2 separate regions of the Gossypium raimondii genome follow, and region 1 is linked to region 2. The links are chromatin contacts, called in public Hi-C maps. All regions are on one chromosome and are shown on one strand. Each heading gives the region's core, a stretch centred on a gene start, on an enhancer-like site or on the middle of the called end of the contact. The rest is flanking DNA. Distances are from core to core; before and after follow the strand shown. Region 1 holds the start of LOC105804255 (inositol-3-phosphate synthase). Region 2 has its middle 14 kb from the start of LOC105804256.

What was found. Hi-C and Micro-C count contacts between places; a contact is called where the count stands out from the background.
Region 1: a contact with region 2 is called in a Hi-C map of leaf, with 2.1 times the contacts expected there. The contact joins the promoter of LOC105804255 here to the enhancer-like site in region 2. A contact is called at or near these places in 2 of 2 Hi-C or Micro-C datasets (both in leaf).

The regions. Positions count from the first base shown.
Region 1 is chr11:28,562,707-28,568,161 of ASM2569854v1, reverse strand. It overlaps LOC105804255 (inositol-3-phosphate synthase), which reads right to left and starts at 3,787. Exons shown (of 10, transcript XM_012636778.2): 1 at 3,526-3,787; 2 at 3,370-3,438; 3 at 3,140-3,275; 4 at 2,803-3,050; 5 at 2,473-2,699; 6 at 2,272-2,387; 7 at 1,916-2,092; 8 at 1,630-1,818; 9 at 1,501-1,563; 10 at 1,007-1,387. The coding sequence starts at 3,713. The coding sequence ends at 1,268.
Region 2 is chr11:28,404,837-28,409,725 of ASM2569854v1, reverse strand. No RefSeq gene overlaps it. Among protein-coding and RNA genes, the nearest start is that of LOC105804256, 14 kb to the right of the region's middle. Within about 2 kb of position 2,910, the one cell type or tissue checked has open chromatin away from gene starts, as enhancers often do. A contact at or near this core is called in leaf, where this site is marked.

The DNA.
Region 1 (5,455 bases), core at 2,538-5,037, 160 kb before region 2:
CTATTATCGCATTAACTCGTTCTATGCATTCCCCTATTAGATTTGACTCTAATTCGGTAGATTTATGTCGTCCTATTTCTAGGATTGCATGCAACTCCACCGATTTAAGTATATCAAATATGGATTAATAATCTAGAACTATTAAACCAAGAATTAAACACATATAATTAAGAACAAGAAACTTAATATTTATTGCATAAAATAAAAATCAAACAACAAAATACATCATAGGTTCATCTCCCTAGGTATTTAGAAAATAAAAACATCCAAGATACAGTATAACCGAAAAAAAATAAACTCATGATAATCTCCTAAGGATTTAAATGAAGATCTTCAATCTTGACGGAAGGAGTCGGCTTCAATGGTGTTTTTCGAGTTGTTTTCTTGAATATTCTATGACGGTCCCACCTGTCTTCTTATTTTTGTCATATATACATTTTAGAATGTTAGAAAAACCTAAAAATTGTGATTTTTTGTTGTTTGGTATGCAATTCCATGAAATCAACATGGCCTACCACATAACCGTGTGGCTCATGTAGCTTGCTCCAATTTTTTTATTTTCGTTCGTTTTTTTACTCCCAAGTGCTCCATTAAGCATCACCAAAACATAAATTTAAAGAATTAGAGGTATAAAATTTACCATTAACATAAAATAATTCAGATGGTGTTATACGGTAGTGCTGTGCTGGTGACAACTACAAGGTTGAATTGAATATTTGTCCAAGTTTAACAATAACCCTATCAATGATAGCAAAGTCGAACGTGGATGAGTAATGAATACTCCAGAATTAAGATGTAGGTACTTTGAAAGGTGACCTGATTGAGAAAGGGTGCAATGCTATTTATTCATATTTTAATGTTTTAGATCTCTCTGGCTGAATGGTAAAAAAGGATTATTAAGTTTCACCAGAAAACCAAGGAGATGGAGTTAATTTCTAATACTTCAATCAGAGATATAACCGAGCAGTTGCAGGGCAGGACTAACAGAAATATAAGAGATGGTGGATTGAACATATTAAATAAACTTTCATATTATCATTATCATATCTATTTCCACGAAAGAGATTGCTTGCTCAAGCTTGAGCGACAGGAGGTGTTACATGAGCGCCATCAAGAAACAGAGAGAGAAACAAAGATGAAAATATATCAACCATAAAACCATTACAAAGTGTGACAACACGGACCACATCTTTTATGAAAGAGAAAGGGAAAATGGTCCTAAAGTTGCAAGGACCAATACTTGTTCCACTTTTTCTCTCCTCGATTTTCACTTGTACTCCAGAATCATGTTGTTTTCAGGGGACAAGCCAATACAGGCCCTCAGTATGTTCTCCAGCATTGCACGTTGCTTTGACAGTGCATTCACCACGGGTGTGCCTGGTGGAACCTGTTTTCACCAAACGGCTCATTACTGACCAAATTTAACCTGAAGGAGTGAATCTCGTGATTCTCAAGATTCTGTTCACATTCTTGCATGACATAAAAAAACAAAGGACTCACAAGAGGGGCCTTGGTTAGGTAACTGAGGATAGTAGCCACAGGGTGGAAAGAGTGGAACTTGCCCTGTACAATGAAACTTCATGTCAGTATTAATGGTCAAACCTAGAAGAGTTAACCACCGAGTCATACCTCTCCTTCAGCTTTGAGCTGGATCCTGGTGCTAAGCTCAGCAAGGAGAACCAAATCTAGGATGATGGGAGCAGCCAACAGGGAGTCCTCGCATGTGTTATGCAACACAATGGTGTTCTTGCCTCCCATGAATATCTCTGATGTGTACTCATCCATGGCTCTCTTGCTATCTCCAACATATGGCACATACTACAACATACAGAAAGAGACAAAAGTGCACATTAATTAATTTTGAAGGTCTCAGTTTGCAAGTGCATGAAGTGGCTGAGATGGGTAAACTTATTACCTTGATGACCACAACATGATCAGGATGTTCACCGGGTTGATAAAGGATTCCATTGCTTGAGACCATGTCATCCACAACATTGCTCTTGGAGATCTCCTTGGAGCGGAAAGTTTGGGGAGCTGATAGATTCATGCCATCATTGTTTCCCAGATGGTTGTAGCTCACTATTGATGTTGGCTGTTAATTTTTCATCACCATTAGTACACAATTACTACCCATCAATGTCACATTATTATCTTTATCCTGACATAAGCTACTTCCAAACCACATGCATGTACTCCTAATTTTGTTGGTATCCTTTGCCTAGTCTACAAATTATTGTGATAGATAGTGTCATGAAGTTGAAAGATTTGTACCTTGATACCAGCCCCAACAAGGAAATCCACTAGAACGGATTTCATCTTGGTCTGGCCACTCTTAAAATCGTCTCCTCCAATCAGACAGTTCCTCTGGATAGCCAAATCAATTAACCCTGGATATGATTACAGATCATTAAAAGACCAATTCCATAACATTTCAAAGAATTAAAAGAGAAGATAGCTCAGTTGATTTAGAACCTGGAACAAATGTGTTTTGTGGGCTTCCATTGATGAAGGGAACATCCTCAAAAACACAAGCGATAGCGTACAAAGTGGAAGGAGAAATCTCTGACTCATTCTTCTCAAAAGAAGCCAACAGGTTCTCCATGGTGTCGTTTAGCCCCACAACGACATTGCTGTACCTCTCAGTGTTTGCAGTCCAGAGTACAACCACCTTGTCCACCTTGTTTTTCTCCTTGAACTCCCTAATCCAAACACAAATAAAAAGGTCAGCCACAGTCGTAGTGCCAAAATAAACTCTTTTCAGCTTTAACAAAATTCTCCGGAGGCTAGAACTAATTATAATACCTAATATCTTTAATGATTTGCTGAACTTGTTCTTTCTTGGTACCCTTGATGACGTTATTGGCACGTTCACCTTGGTTGGCAGCAATGAAATCTGGGTCGTATATTCCAGGGAGTGGGACCATGGATTCCATGTAGGGCCTTAGCTGTTTTTGCAGATCAATGTCAAAGACCTTGGCTCTAGCCATTGCATCAGCAAGGTTCATGTCACTTATGTCCCATCCTCCAAATACAATATCCTCTGGGTTGACCTGTTTTTATATATTGTTACTTGTCTTTAGCATTCCGACGAATAACAAGTTAAGAAACTATCATAAAAATGAAAAATCCAGTTTAATACCATAGGAAGAAGGCTCTTAAAAGGAGCATAAATCTCCTCCCCGTTGTAAGACCCAACTCGGATAGTTGATGCTTGAGTAAGTGAACCAAAGTAATTAGCTTGTTGCACCTTGTCCTTAGTGGCCCAGGACACTCCCCTGAGAATATCCATTACCCATATCCTCAAAATCAACAATCAAAACTAAACAGAAAAAATGTAAATATAAATAAACAAAATAAAATAAAACTCGCCATCGGTTAGCTATAACACCACCAGTCAGGGTTGAGCCATTGTTTCCTCCCCATCCAACAAGCATTACCCTAGAACATAAAATAAATTTAATGCAAAGTTTTAACACAAACCCAGAAAAGGAAACCCAGAAGAAATGAGTAGTTTTAGATTCTAACCCCAGTTTAGGGACATGGATATCAGTTCTGAATTCATATTTAACAGTCTTGGGCTTGACAACCCATTGATAGGTTCCATCCCTGTTCTCATGAACAAGCTCAGTAGTCTCATAGTTGTACACCGACTGGATTGCATTGTCTGTGTACTTGACATATGGACTCTCAACCTTAAAGCTCTCAATGAACATTTTTGCCGATATTCTGTTCTTGAAACACTGCTTTGTTTTTTGGGTTTGTTTTAAAGCTTTGGTGCTCCATTGTTAGGGACCGGGGAAGTGTATATATAGAGGAGATGTCTACACGCGGAGCAGCGTGAATGCTTGATGCCCGCACGTAAAATTTTTCAATTGGTGGTTTGGTTTTAGGAGAATCTACGCCATGCAAGTTTCTTAACTGGACCATTGAATGGAGCCACAGGCACGGAAAGGCACGTGTGAGGAGGAGGTTTCGTTTGTGACACGTTTGGTTGTGATTAACACGTGGCGTGATCAAGTGCAGGAAAAGGATTTTCGGTAGCTGTGGAATCCACGCCCTTTGAATGTAGTCGACGGAAAATGCATGGCTCTACTCATGCACCGGTCGGGTGACACCGTGACATCCAATGAGGTACTAAGTGGGCAATTGTCCCTAACTGTAACTGCACCGGTGTACTAAGCGGGCAATTGTCCCTAACTGTAACTGCACCGATGTAGTGGGGTGCATAAGGTATCTATGGGTTGAGCTGGGTGGAGGTTTAGTTTGAAATTTTTTTTGATTTAAATTTATTTTTGGGTTGGTTTGTCCGCTCAAACATCCATTTTAATATTTAAAAACAATAAAATATTAAAATTATATTTTTAATTGACATAAAATTAATTAATTTGAAACTTTTAAAAATATTTTTTATTAGTTAAATTAAACTCGAAACGGATCGGGTAATAGTGTTAAAATTTGTGTTCAAGCTCGAGTTGTATAATATAAATGCATTTTGCTGTGCAAGTACCTCGGATGAAATCTTAAATTGTAAAATTTAGTGAGTTTAGTGTTAGGTTTGTTAAATTCAATCTGGGGCTCTTAGAAAAGAAGAAAGTCGTGACAGAGGGATTTTCAAGAACTTTAAGAACTTGAAAATTCAATGTAAAATTTTATAGTTAATTGTATCATATATCCTTAAACTATAATCTTCATTTTAAATTAGTCTCTAAATTTTAAAATACTCCTCAAATTATTAATGTAGATTAATAAGGTTCTTTCATTATTAAAATTATTAATTTAATTGTTAAATGATATGTTAAATATTATGTGACATAGTTTAAAATGAAAATTTTAAAGAAAAATGAATGTTGTAAAAATGAAATTGTAAAAATATTAGTTTTGAGGTTTTCAAAGCTTTTACAAGAACTTTTATTACTAACTCTCTCTTTTCAGTTTTATTATATTTTTAGTTTTACTTTTAAAATTTATGCAGATAACAGTTTACTTTTCTTTAAAATTTTATTTTAAATTATGCCACACAAAATTTGACATACCGTTTAACAGTTAAATTATTAGTTTTAATAATTGTAGAACTTAATTGATATAATATCAATAGTTTTAAGGATGCAATTAGAATGTTTTCAAAAACTTAGGGACCAATTTAGAATGGGAGTTATAATTTAGGAATTTTTAGTGCAATTAACTCAAAATCTTAATATTCAAAGCAAAATTTCTAAAATTAAAGACTTAAAGAAAATAATCCAAGATGGAAGAATGTATTGATGAAACTGAAAATAGAAGATCGATGATGAATGGTGGGTAGATGGATAGATAGCTTAGCTTCCTTGAACAAGGACCAACAGTAAATCAAAAGGGACTTTTAACCAACCCTCCCAATTGGTTTAAATTAGGGAAGCTAAAGTTTTGATGAACCCCCTCAATAACAATCCTTAAAGAATTGAAGTAAAAGTTTATA
Region 2 (4,889 bases), core at 1,661-4,160:
CTACTACACACCGTTTTTACTATATTTTTTAACTCATAACGATTACTCCTCTCCTACAACAATCCTTGTCCTCAAGGATCAAATTGAGGAAATTTGGCTCTAATTTGCTCAAGGGATTCCCAAGTAGCATCTTCAGGAAAAGAATTGGCCCATTCCACCAGAATCTCAATAGCTGCATGATTTCCCTTCTGTACCATACAACGGTCCAAAAGATGAGTTGGTTCTTTGGCCCATGCTCCACTAGCATTTACCACAAGTAACACATTCTACACAGGAGCCACTCCCACATGCTTCTTAAGCTACGAGACATGAAATGTAGGATGCACTCTTAAGCTAGGAGGAAGTTGTAACCTATATGTTACCTTTCCTACTCGAGCTACTACTGGAAAAGGCCCAAAATACTTGGGAGACAACTTCTAATTCCATCTTCTTTTGCCAAAGTGTTGCCTGTAAGGTTGCAGCCTCAGATAAACCAAATCACCTTCCTTAAACTGCCTCTCATTCCTATGTTTATATGCATGCTGCCTTATTGGATCTTAAGCTCTTTTAAAATGAAATTGCACCATCTTCCTAGCAGCTTCCCTTTGTTGCAAGCTTTTATCCACCATAATTACTAGAGAAGCACCAGCCAAATAAGGTACATGGTGTGGAGGATGTTGGCCATAGAGTGCCTCATATGGAGTGGTATGGATGGCTAAGTGACGAGTGGAATTATACCACCACTCTGCTAGGGGAAGCCAATGTAGCCAATCACCAGGCCTTTTCCCTATCATACACCTGAGATATCCTTCAAGACACTTGTTTAACACATCTTTCTGTCCATCAGACTCAGGGTGATAGGCAATTGAAAGATGCAACTTTGTCCCAACTCACTTGAAAAGGTCCTACCAAAAGTTGCTGACAAAGATTCTGTCTCTATCTAAGATTATAGAGTTAGGCAGACTATGTAATTTGACAATGTGATCCATGTATTTCTGAGCCACTATCGTTGTTGTATAGGGGTGGGATATGGCCAGAAAATGTCCAAATTTTGTAAGTCATTCAACCACAACCCGTATCATAGACTTGCCGTTGGATTTTGGAAGACCTTTTATAAAATCCATGCTAATAGAAGACCATGCCCTATCTGGTATTGGCAATGGTTATAGCAACCCAAGCTTAGCTACAGTTTTAGGCTTGCATCTTTGACATGTAGGATATTCTTTGATCCAAGCCTTAATATCCTTGGACATACCTTTTCAATACAGTAGAGACACTATTAAATTTCTTGAAGCAGATACATTAAATCTCCCATCCCATGCATACTTGGGGTGTGGAGAAGATTTGTTCTTAACTTCCTCACAGAATTTATGGAGCTTTAAATCAGAGAGGTAAAGCGTTTATACCTTGTTTAGTAAGTCAGAAACCACAGTGACCTCTGTCATTTGCCAAACCTGACCAGTGATGATAGACTTGATCCTCGAGAGAGCATCAGCTACAACATTGCTCAATCCCCTCCTATAAACAACTTCATAGTCATACCCTAAATTTTGTACAACCCACCTTTGCTGAAATAGGGTGATTGCTTGTTGGTCTGATAGAAACCTCAAACTTTGATGATCTATCCGAATCATGAAATACCTCCCCACCAGGTAAGCATGTCATTTCCTTACTGCCAGTAACACAATCATCATTTCTTTTTCATAGATCGATAGTGTCTAATTCCTTACCCCCAACCCCTTGTTAAAAAAAGCTATTGGTTTGCCTTTTTGCTGAAGCACAGCTCCTACCCCAAAACCTGAGGCATCTGTATCCACATAAATTTCCAGTTAGAAATCAGGTAGAGTGAGCACAAGTGTTGAACATAGGGCCTCTTTCAACTGTTGGAAGACAGTGGTAGCTTGATCTTCCTACTTCGAAGCATTCTTCTTGAGGAGGTTGGTAAGAGGTTGAGCTAAAAGACCATAGTCCTTGATAAAACGCCTGTAATAGCCAGTGAGACCTAAAAAAAACTCTTTAACTCATTTACACAAGTAGGTACAGACTAATTTGCTACACAATCCACCTTATTCTTGTCCATGGCCACAATCCCTCTAGCTATCACATGTCCTAAGTACTCTACCTACTAAGTGTCAAAAGAGCACTAGCTTTTTTTGACAAATAGTTGATGTTGTCTCAGTATCTAAAAAACCACTCCAAGGTGTTCAATGTGTTCAGTTCAATTTGCTGAAAACACCAATATATCATAAAAAAATCCAGGACTGTCTTTCTTAGAAGAGGCTTAAAATGTCATTCATGAGTGCTTGGAAACTTGAAGGAGCATTAGTGAGCCAAAAAGGGCATCACCAAAAACTTATAATGCCCCTCATGAGTCTTGAAAGCAGTTTTATGGATATCAACTTCATGCATTATTATTTGGTAATATCCTGAAGTTGATATCCCTATCCCTAAGTTCCCTATCCCTATCCCTATCAACTTCGTGCATGATTCAATTCATCCAGAAACTCCTTGATGATAGGGATAGGGAACTTATCCTTAATGGTTAGCTAGTTGAGTTGTCTGTAATCCACACAGAGCCTTCAGTTACCATTTTTTTTCACCATCACTATTGGGGAAGCAAACAAACTTGTACTATCCCTAATAATTCTCATGTGTAGCATTTCTTGAATGATCTTCTCTATCTCAGCCTTCTGAATAGTGGGAAACCTATAATGCCTGATTTTAACCACCACATTTCATCATGTAAAGGGATTTTATGATCCTGGGGTCTTGGTGGTGGCAAGCTTGTACAAGTACCAAATATGTAAGGAAATTCTTCCAAAAGCTTCTGCAGACCCATATGGCAAGCATTTATTATGTTCCTGCTAGAGCTAGGGGATTCAACGAAACAATTGCGGGTTTAATCAAACAAACTTGGGCCAAAAGAGACAAGAAAAACACTTATTGGGCCTATGATAAAAACTTAAGCCCTTGCAGTGTTGTGCAAGTGGGCTCTTAAGGCTCAACCGTCCATTTTAATTTTATTTAATTAGTTTCACATATTTTAATTTTAATTTTAATTTTAATTTAGTATATGTCATGATTGTGTCTTTTTCATTACCTAATTAATATAGTTTATAAGTGTCTTAATTATGTCTGTGTGTTGCATCTTTAACATGTCCTAAAGTATGTTATGGCGCCATTAATATATGTATTAGTCTTATGCATCTTTAATGTGTCCAATTCTATGACATGATAATTAGTATGTATGTATCCTAATGGTGTGTTTAAGTGTGTCCTAGGAGTATCAATGGTTGACCACCCTTTAAAGGTTGATAAAGGATTATTCGTTTCAGCTTGAAAAGAGACCTTTTGGCCAATAATTGCTTAATCAATTGCATCGTTCAAATGGGAGCTGAATGAGACCATTGGAATAGCCTTCTAGAAGCTGTCTATTGGTTATTTCCATGCATCATAAAGCCACCGTCCACCCAGGGGAAGTAGGAGATTCTTAAAGAAAACTTAAACATTAAGTATGCATGTACTCTCCTCCAACGCATTAAATGCAGCCACCACCTTAAATCCAAGTGCATGGACGACAAAGGAGCATGAACATGGCTGGTCACACATGCTTTTAATGTTTGAATAACATAAACTTTAGTTTATTGGCCCTTTTAAATTCATGTATTCCCATTTATGGCCGAATGTGTCCATTAGTCTACATAGGTTGAACGACAGAAATGTGCAAGTGTACACAATCACAACAAGTAATAAAGTGACAAGTAAATGTCGAGTTATCATACCACAGGGACTGTGAAAGAAAATATTTATGAAATGTAAATCAAACACTTTGGTAATGGGAAAATATGTTGTTTTGAAGAAGTGATTTAAAAATTAAATATCAACTAAGTAAAAAAAATAAAAAGTAAAAATTCCAATGCACAATTTCAAAAAGATGAGTTTTAATAAATATGTCATAATTATGTTAGATCAATTACATTCATTAACTTAGAATTACTAAACTCGTGTTCATGTTGTTACGAATATTTTCACGACAACTTTGTAATTTGTTAATTATCGCACATACATACTTACTAAATTAACCAATCTCTTGAACATTTCTCAATGCCAATTCAAACAATTAATCAATCTTCATAAGCACATATAAGATTAAGTGATGTAACAATATATTTCTATATTGAAACAATTTAATCACAATAATCTTGCAAGTTATGTAAGGCTAATGTATCGTTTAATGTAGTTGTTAATTTAACCCATAACTACCTTAGAAGATTAAGCATGCACCAATTAAATATTGTATCAATTAATTACAATTTCAATACATTTAATAATTAATTCATTCATTACCTTACATTTTATAATGCAAGTATAACATAAGTATGGTTTTATTTAATTGAACAACTTATCAAGGCCTAGAACGACACAAACATGATTTTAATAATTTAAGTGGACAAAATGCAATCAATCTCACATGAATTAAATTTAAGACATTTTAATTAGAAAAAGAAAAAAAAAGAACAACAATTCAACAATTATTCATATTCATGATCACAACATAAACAAGAAAATAAAAGAGAAGGGAACTAGGAAGTGAATCCAGGATTTCTCTGAAGCTAGACTAGTGCGCTCCTCTTCTTTTATTAGCACAATTGGGAAATCAGCAAGGGAAATCAGTAAGGGAAATGGGAAAACAAGAAAGGGAATGGAAAAGAGAAAAGTAAGTGAAAGAGAGAGATATGTGGGAATGAATGGTGTGTTGAATAAGGTAAAAAAGGGGGTATTTATAAGTGGGAGTGGCTGCTAAAAATAGCAAATAATTAGCAGTCATACACTCTTCCTTGGTCAGCCACAAAAGGAGCAAGTTTGAATAATTCAAACTTTGCTATATTTAACTTGGGGCAAATATTCAA